2 separate regions of the Capsicum annuum genome follow, and region 1 is linked to region 2. The links are chromatin contacts, called in public Hi-C maps. All regions are on one chromosome and are shown on one strand. Each heading gives the region's core, a stretch centred on a gene start, on an enhancer-like site or on the middle of the called end of the contact. The rest is flanking DNA. Distances are from core to core; before and after follow the strand shown. Region 1 holds the start of LOC107842660 (zinc finger CCCH domain-containing protein 34). Region 2 holds the start of LOC107842670 (anaphase-promoting complex subunit 7).

The links. A called contact is a pair of places that touch in the nucleus more often than the background predicts.
Region 1: a Hi-C map of leaf shows a contact between it and region 2, with 2.3 times the contacts expected there. The contact joins the promoter of LOC107842660 here to the promoter of LOC107842670 in region 2. A contact is called at or near these places in 2 of 5 Hi-C or Micro-C datasets (leaf and placenta).

What each region holds. Positions count from the first base shown.
Region 1 is chr1:184,687,579-184,691,326 of UCD10Xv1.1, reverse strand. It overlaps LOC107842660 (zinc finger CCCH domain-containing protein 34), which reads right to left and starts at 1,819. Exons shown (of 7, transcript XM_016686616.2): 1 at 1,078-1,819; 2 at 849-994; 3 at 392-457. The coding sequence starts at 1,171.
Region 2 is chr1:184,274,584-184,278,114 of UCD10Xv1.1, reverse strand. LOC107842670 (anaphase-promoting complex subunit 7) reads left to right here and starts at 1,452. Exons shown (of 18, transcript XM_016686626.2): 1 at 1,452-1,900; 2 at 2,632-2,700; 3 at 2,899-2,949; 4 at 3,146-3,283; 5 at 3,379-3,441. The coding sequence starts at 1,832.

The sequences.
Region 1 (3,748 bases), core at 570-3,069, 410 kb before region 2:
TAAACTAACCATGAGCCAAATCCAGAAACCACATATTCTTTCAAATTTTGATCATTCAATAAAACACCCAACATTCTAAAACTGAAAGTACAGAATCAACAGAAAGAGACGAATTGATCCAACAGCAAGCAGACGAATTGATTAAACTAACCATAGCCAAATCCAGAAACCACATATTCTTTCAAATTTGATCATTCCACCCAACGTTCTAAATTTGATAGCACAGAATCAATAGCAAGCAGACGAATTGAATAAACAATGAGCAGACGAATTGATTAAACTAGCCAGGGCCAAATCCAGAAACCACATATGCTTCAACATTTGATCATTCAATAAAACACCTAACATTCTAAAAGTGATAGCTAGCACGCAAGAAAAACCAAAGACCTACCTGGCAAACAGGTTGACCCATTCTTTCTGGATATTCTCCTCCAGTAGCTCTCATTGCACCCAAAACCTACCGTCATTTCACAAAATCCAACAAAATCAATGCATGTTAAAATTCCCAGTCTTGGCCTCAGATTAAACAAAAAACCACCACCACCAAAAAAAAACTTTTAAACTTCAATCACCAGAGGCGGATCCACGATTTTACGCACACCCACTAAAAATTTAACTTGAGGCAATGCTAATCAAGAGTTTAACAACAAAACTCATAAATGTGCAACAAAAAGAAAAGGATCAAACTTTACACATATATCTAAAAAAAACCACAAGAAAAAACCCATCAAATCATAAGATCAACCCCAATTTAACACATAAAAATCAGTGATCAAGCAAAAAGAACCCTAAAAATTCAATCTTATTTAAAAACCCCAAATGAAAAAGTAAATTTCATTTCATTTTACCGAAGTACGGTCCCTAGGATGATTGAACCGACACCTTCCACCATAACCACAGAAGCCCGTACGCAAGTAATAGATACAATCGGGCTCGTTAGGCCTTTCAGGGTATGCTTCTGGTCCAGTACCCACTGATAACTGCCACATAGGCTCTGCATCAAATGCCCACATTACACAAAATTCAAGTGAAATTCACATGAAATTCAAATGCAGTTAAACAAGTTAGTACACTGACCTTCAAGCCCCGTCTCTCCGCCAGGAACAGTCCATTCAGACACCGGATCCACCGGTGCACCTTCCATTGCTTGGGTCCCACTGTACCTCTCCATTTTTCCTTCTTTTCTCTGTTACAACTATACACAAACCTATATATATTTATATGTACGATGACTATACGTATATATATATTTTTGTATTTATATGAAATATATGTATGAACAGAGTGAAGAAGAAGAGTGTCTTTCTGTGTCTGTGTGTGAAAGAAGCTATGAAATGGTTTTGATCAACTGTGAGGTAGCGTGGGGGTTGGTAGGGAGTTATGGGGGGGTGGGGGTGGGGTGGGGTGGGGTGGGTTGGGGTGGGGGTTGGTGGTTTTTAGAGAGAGAAAAGTAAAAGGGAGTTGTGTTCTTTTTCTAATAAAGCCTTTTCTTTCTCTCTCTATATCTCACACTCGTCAGTCACTCACTCACTGTGTGTGTGTTTTTTCAGACTGATTTTTGGCTCTCTCTTTCTCACCAAATAGCCTTTTTGTGTATTGTATTTTCTGTTTTTCTGTGTGATTTTTTATGCGGGGTGGGGATAGGTGAAGGGGGCTGTAAAAGTTTTTGTGATCTTTTTTCTCTTTAATAGAAGGAGGTGGAGGGGGTTGAAACTTGGAATCACTGGCATATTTTTTTGCAATCACAAAGAAAAAGAACATAGTTTACAAAAGAAAGAAAAATCTAACAAACTGTAATAGTACGCGACACCATAGCGTCACCAAGATTCCAATTTGATTGTCGTCTCTTCACTACTAATAACTAGCAACACTACTGTATTTTCTGTAGTAACTAGTAATACTAGCGTATATATTATATAATATAATATACATTATGTTCATATTAAAAAATTCATGTTACATTTTATATAAATGTCTAATTTAATTTTTTTTATTTTTATGTGTTTTTCAATTTCTGAGGTTAAGTTTTACTAATATTTAGTTTGGGTTTGTTATTTTTGATGTTTATTTGTGCAAGTACGCGCCAAATATATATCTAATGTGAAAACTTCTCACTTCAGTTACAGTTATTTGACACTTAATGAATTGTTCACGTTAAATGACACTTTTGTCTTTCGTCTTTAAATATGTGTGAGGATAAAATAAAATAAAAAATTATCTTGTATATAATTATTAGATTGTTTATTGGAAGTTATAGCATCACTTTTACATAATTATTGAACTATGAAATTAATTGCAAGTTGTAGAAATTCTAAAAAAAACAATTTTATTTCTTTTTTTAAAAAATTCATTTAGTACACATTTATTAATCTAATAATCTTCTTAAATATCCCATTTCTCCTAAATAACTGTGTTGATAATTATGATAGGAGTATTTGATCAATAATTTATCTTCATTATTCACATTTTTTTCTTTTTCAGAAAAACTACATGTTTCTCTATAACTCTCTTTATTGAAAAAATATTTCTTGCTTATTAGCATACTCATCTTCCTTAAATATATATATATATATATATATATATATATATATATATATATATTATCATCTATATATGAACTAGTGAAATTATCCGCGCTTCACGCGATTATAAAAAGTATTTATTAACGATATCTTTAATAAATTTTGATAAGAATGGAGATAAACTTTTATATGCACATACAAAACTTAATTATGTATGTTGATGAAATTAAAAATATAAATATTTTTATTAAAAAAATAGATCTTGGAGAAACTTCATTTTCATGAACGAAAAAAAGAAAGGTATTTTTTAAAGACATTTTTACTTTTGATTATATGAAAACTACATAGAAAAGTATATGAAAAGTCATTGTAATTAGCATGATATGGGATGACAAGAGAAAGAGGTTTAAAGATTTAAATTGATTGTCAAACGTGGGTTTTAACTCTTACATGTATTTAATAAGATTTTTAAAGTAATTTATTAAATAGGTTATGAATGACAAATTGAAAAAATATCTCAAAAAATGAAAAAAAAAAAAAGCCTCAAAAAAATGAGAAAAAAATAAATAGGAATGGAGGTCATAGAGAGGTGTCACATCATCTCCTTTATGACAAAAAAAAAATAGTCAAGTTGAAGTTTACTGAATAAAATCTATTTATTTATATATAGAGAGATTAAAGATTACATTAAATTTTTTAAACGAATACTACATTCAATATATATTAATTCACAAAAAATAAAGTGGAAGAGTAGAGAAAAAAGAATTAAGAGGAATTAGAAAAATAATATTTGAAATGATCATTACACATACCAAAATATTTTGTTATTAGGAAAAAAACCTCTCATGTTAGGATTTGTATTTAAATTTTACCTTTTCTATATATTTTTTTTTAAATTATTTGTTTCATGTTGAAAAGTTTCTTTCACATTAATTAGATTTTAAAAGTAGTTAAACAACTATCCATGATGCAACGTGCATTAATCTTGAGTTAAGACTGTCAATGTAGATTCGAATATTCGTTATAATTTGTTTAGTTTTATGATCTTTTATAAGCAATTTTCATTTTTGTACATCATATTCTTACACATAATTAAGAGATTTGAAAATAAATGTATTTTCTTCTCTTTATTTTCTAAGTGACTGGAAATTTTAATTCCTCTATATGATTATGACTAATCGATTTAGATCTAAGATTATAAATAATGATTTCTACTTTTACTCATG
Region 2 (3,531 bases), core at 203-2,702:
GAGTAGGAGAAGGAATAACATGTAGAATTCTACTTGAAAAAGCATTGTAATGTAGTGTTTATAAATAGGGTCTTAGTGTAATAATGTAGTTACAACAGTTCAATAATATTTTTCTCCTATATTGCTAATAATGTTTTTGTTGATGCTCCATAATGCATCTGCTGCTACCCGTGCTGGAAATTAGGAACCCAAAGAAAACGTGCTAAACTATCTCCGCAATGTTGTGGGTTTAGGAGACAGTTAGAGAGCGAAGGAACTCGTCTAAATATTCAGCAATGCCTCTGCCAAATGATGGCAGCCTACTGGCACTAGCAAGTATTTAACACCACTTTTATTAATATCTCGATGGTCTGTTACCTAAAGATTAACAATAATAATGAAAAGGGCACGAAGGATATGATTGAGGTTATAGTTTCTCGCCAAAAAAGGAATTTCTCAAAAAGAAAAGATTGAGGTTGCATTAAGCAGTTCAGGCAATCTAAGGCTGGATATAAGGACTATGGATCTGCCATATATGTGCAAGAGACGAAGAAAGAATGTAATGAACATGGGTGGCTGTAGTTGCTGATTGTATAATTGAGAGAGAATAAAATTGATTAAGAAACCTCTTCCCGCTGCTCCTTCCCTTTATAAAGAGCAGTAAAGGCCAAAATCAATAGGAAAAATGGTATAATTTTGTGATTTCAACTTTTATATATATTAACTTTCTGATGTCTGATCTTTTGTCGAATTAGCAAAGGTGACTGTGTCTGATGCAAACTGCTCTCTATACATAAAAATAAATACTAATTAATAGTTTATCCAAATATATAATTAAAAATACACCTCCTAACATGTCATGGTAGTAAAGGTTTGGCGGTAGCAGTTAGGGCTAGGCCGAAGAAATACTTGAGAGAGGTGATCGGGTGGGACATGGAGCAATTACAACTCACTGAGGACATGACCCTAGATAAGAAGATCTGGAGGATGCGGATTTGGATAGAAGACTAGTATCAGTTTGAGTCGTTGGGGTAGGGCATTACTTGGTAGATGTATTAATCTTGCTAGGACACTTTGTTGCATGCTTTATTATGAATTTGTTTACCATTCTTTGTTTATTATTCCTTGTGGGTAGCGTATTTATGTCTTGACTTCTTGTTTCATGCTTTATTAAGTATTTGTTTATTATTCCTTATCTTGAGACGAGGGCCAATCAGAAACAGCCTTTCTACTTCTTTTGAAGTAGTGGTATGGACTGCATACATCTTATCCCTAGATACCACTATGATGTATCCCTAGATACCACTATGTGGGAATAGACTGAGTTTGTTACTGTTGTATTAGTAATGCCATCTTCTACCTGCATAAAATAAAAAGTAGGTTCCCTCATAACTTATAACTTAAACATGGATTAGTTATGCGGAAAAGGTAAACATGAACCAAACATTGTATTAACGATGTTATGTTATAAATGAAAAGAGAAAATCAATCAAAACATTGTATAACTTATACTAGATTCTGAGTGGAGATTATTTTTGTCCATTTTTATAACCTTACAAAAATTGTATAAAGTTATGCTAGTTTTAATACATGGATAACTCCTCTCTGACCAACAACCAAACAACCCAGTAGTGTTGTAGTAATAAACTCTAGCATTATTCAAGAAAATTTTCTTCAGAATCTGCAGCCAAAAGGAAGTGTGATATTTTGAGTCCTCCAATTTCCCTCGATAGATCTTTCTCTAAATCTCCAAATCACTTTCCTAGTAGGACCTTGTTACTCTTCACACACTCTCACTTTCAGACTGCATAGGCGCGCTCCTCTCTCTCTCTCTCTCTCTCTTCTTCACGAAATGGACGTCCCGAAAGACTACATGACCACTCTATTGGATCATGGCTTGTTCGCTTCTGCTCAAATGCTCGTAATTTCCTATAACCTCCTTAGGGTTTTACTGAATAGAATTTACTGCGTAAATTATCCTTATTCTCTTTGGTGTTCGAATTTCACTGCTGCTCAAATGTTCGTAATTTACTGCTATAATTTCAGTGTTTTAATTTGCTGTGGAGCGATGATCATCATTTTGTTTCTTTGGTGATTGAAATTTATTGTTTTTGATATCTGTTACCATTTATTGTCTTTTGTGTTTCTGCATTATTTCATTGTTGTTACTGTTTTCTTTTTCTCGATGCCCTCTATTGCCTTTTTTTTAAAAATTAATTGACCTGTTTTTTCTGCTGTTATATTTACTTTTCAAAACTACTTTGATTTGCTGCACTTGAGGCGAGGGTCTTTCGGAAACAGCCTCTTTACGTCCACGAGGTAGGGATAAGGTCTGCCGTCCAGACCCCACTAGTGGGATTACGCAGGGTGTGTTATTGTTGTTGTTCTTGTTGGTGGTGCTGGTTGAAATTTACCCCTGCTCAAATGCCAGTAACTTACTGACGTTGAAGTCTTACTTTTATTGTCTAAGCTATCCTTGTCTTGGTTTTGTTTCTTTGGTGATTGAAATGTATATCTGCTCATATGTTAATTTTACGAGCCAATACCTATTTCAATTTCACCATTTTAGGTAACAATCATGCTTATAATTTATAGATGTAATTTATTGCGTAAGTAAACTTGATTCTGTTTTCTTTGGTGATTGCAATCTAGGGATGTTTTCTTGTTTCATCGTCTTCCATAAGTCTTGAAACAAGTCCGCACCTCAAGGCTGAGAATTTGGTTTGTTTCTCTTCTCTCTATCTATTCATCTTTAGAACAGATTTGGAAATTAAAATTAGTGGAGATGTTATGTTCAGCTAGACCATGATTTTTTATGTTTGTGATTGATTTGTTGATTCGTCCTGAATAGAGCAGAATGGATACAAAAGAGCGAACACTGACTAGTTGATTCGTTTGTCACTGTAATTTGTTATTCAGGTGCTTCTTGGAGATGCTTTATTTCGAGAGAAAGAGTACAGGAGAGCTATTGTAAGATAAATTGGTTTAATATAGATGAAAAAAAATGTTTTATATTGGTGTTATATATAGTTATGCCATATCAGATTTATATTGTTTGTGCATGTTTCTATGATTTAGTTATTAATAATGGGCACATTTTTATATGTATGGTATTAAGATTGATTAGGTAGTGTCAGTTAAACTGTTTGGTTTACTAATGTGCCAGCACACATACAAGCAAGCATTGCACTGCCACAGACTAACTCCTAAGCAAAATGCATCAGCAGTTAGAAGTTCACTGTCTGCATCAACCAGGTCATCATCGCCAAATTCTTTCAACATTTCAACGATTAATGAGAATGAGGTATCTTGTGCTTATAACTTATTGTTGGAAATGCTGACTCACCACGGCATTACTGAGGGTCTTTTGCTCCTTTTGTTTTTTCATCTTCATAATAGGTGAAGTTCAAAATTGCATCATCGCATTGTGCACTCAATGAGAATAGGGCAGCTCTTCTCGAGGTTAGTCATCTTTATGACTCTATGTCTCCATCTGGTGTGGACAGTTTTAGAATGTTGGGTAACTGCCAATTTGTGATGAAAAACCCAGAA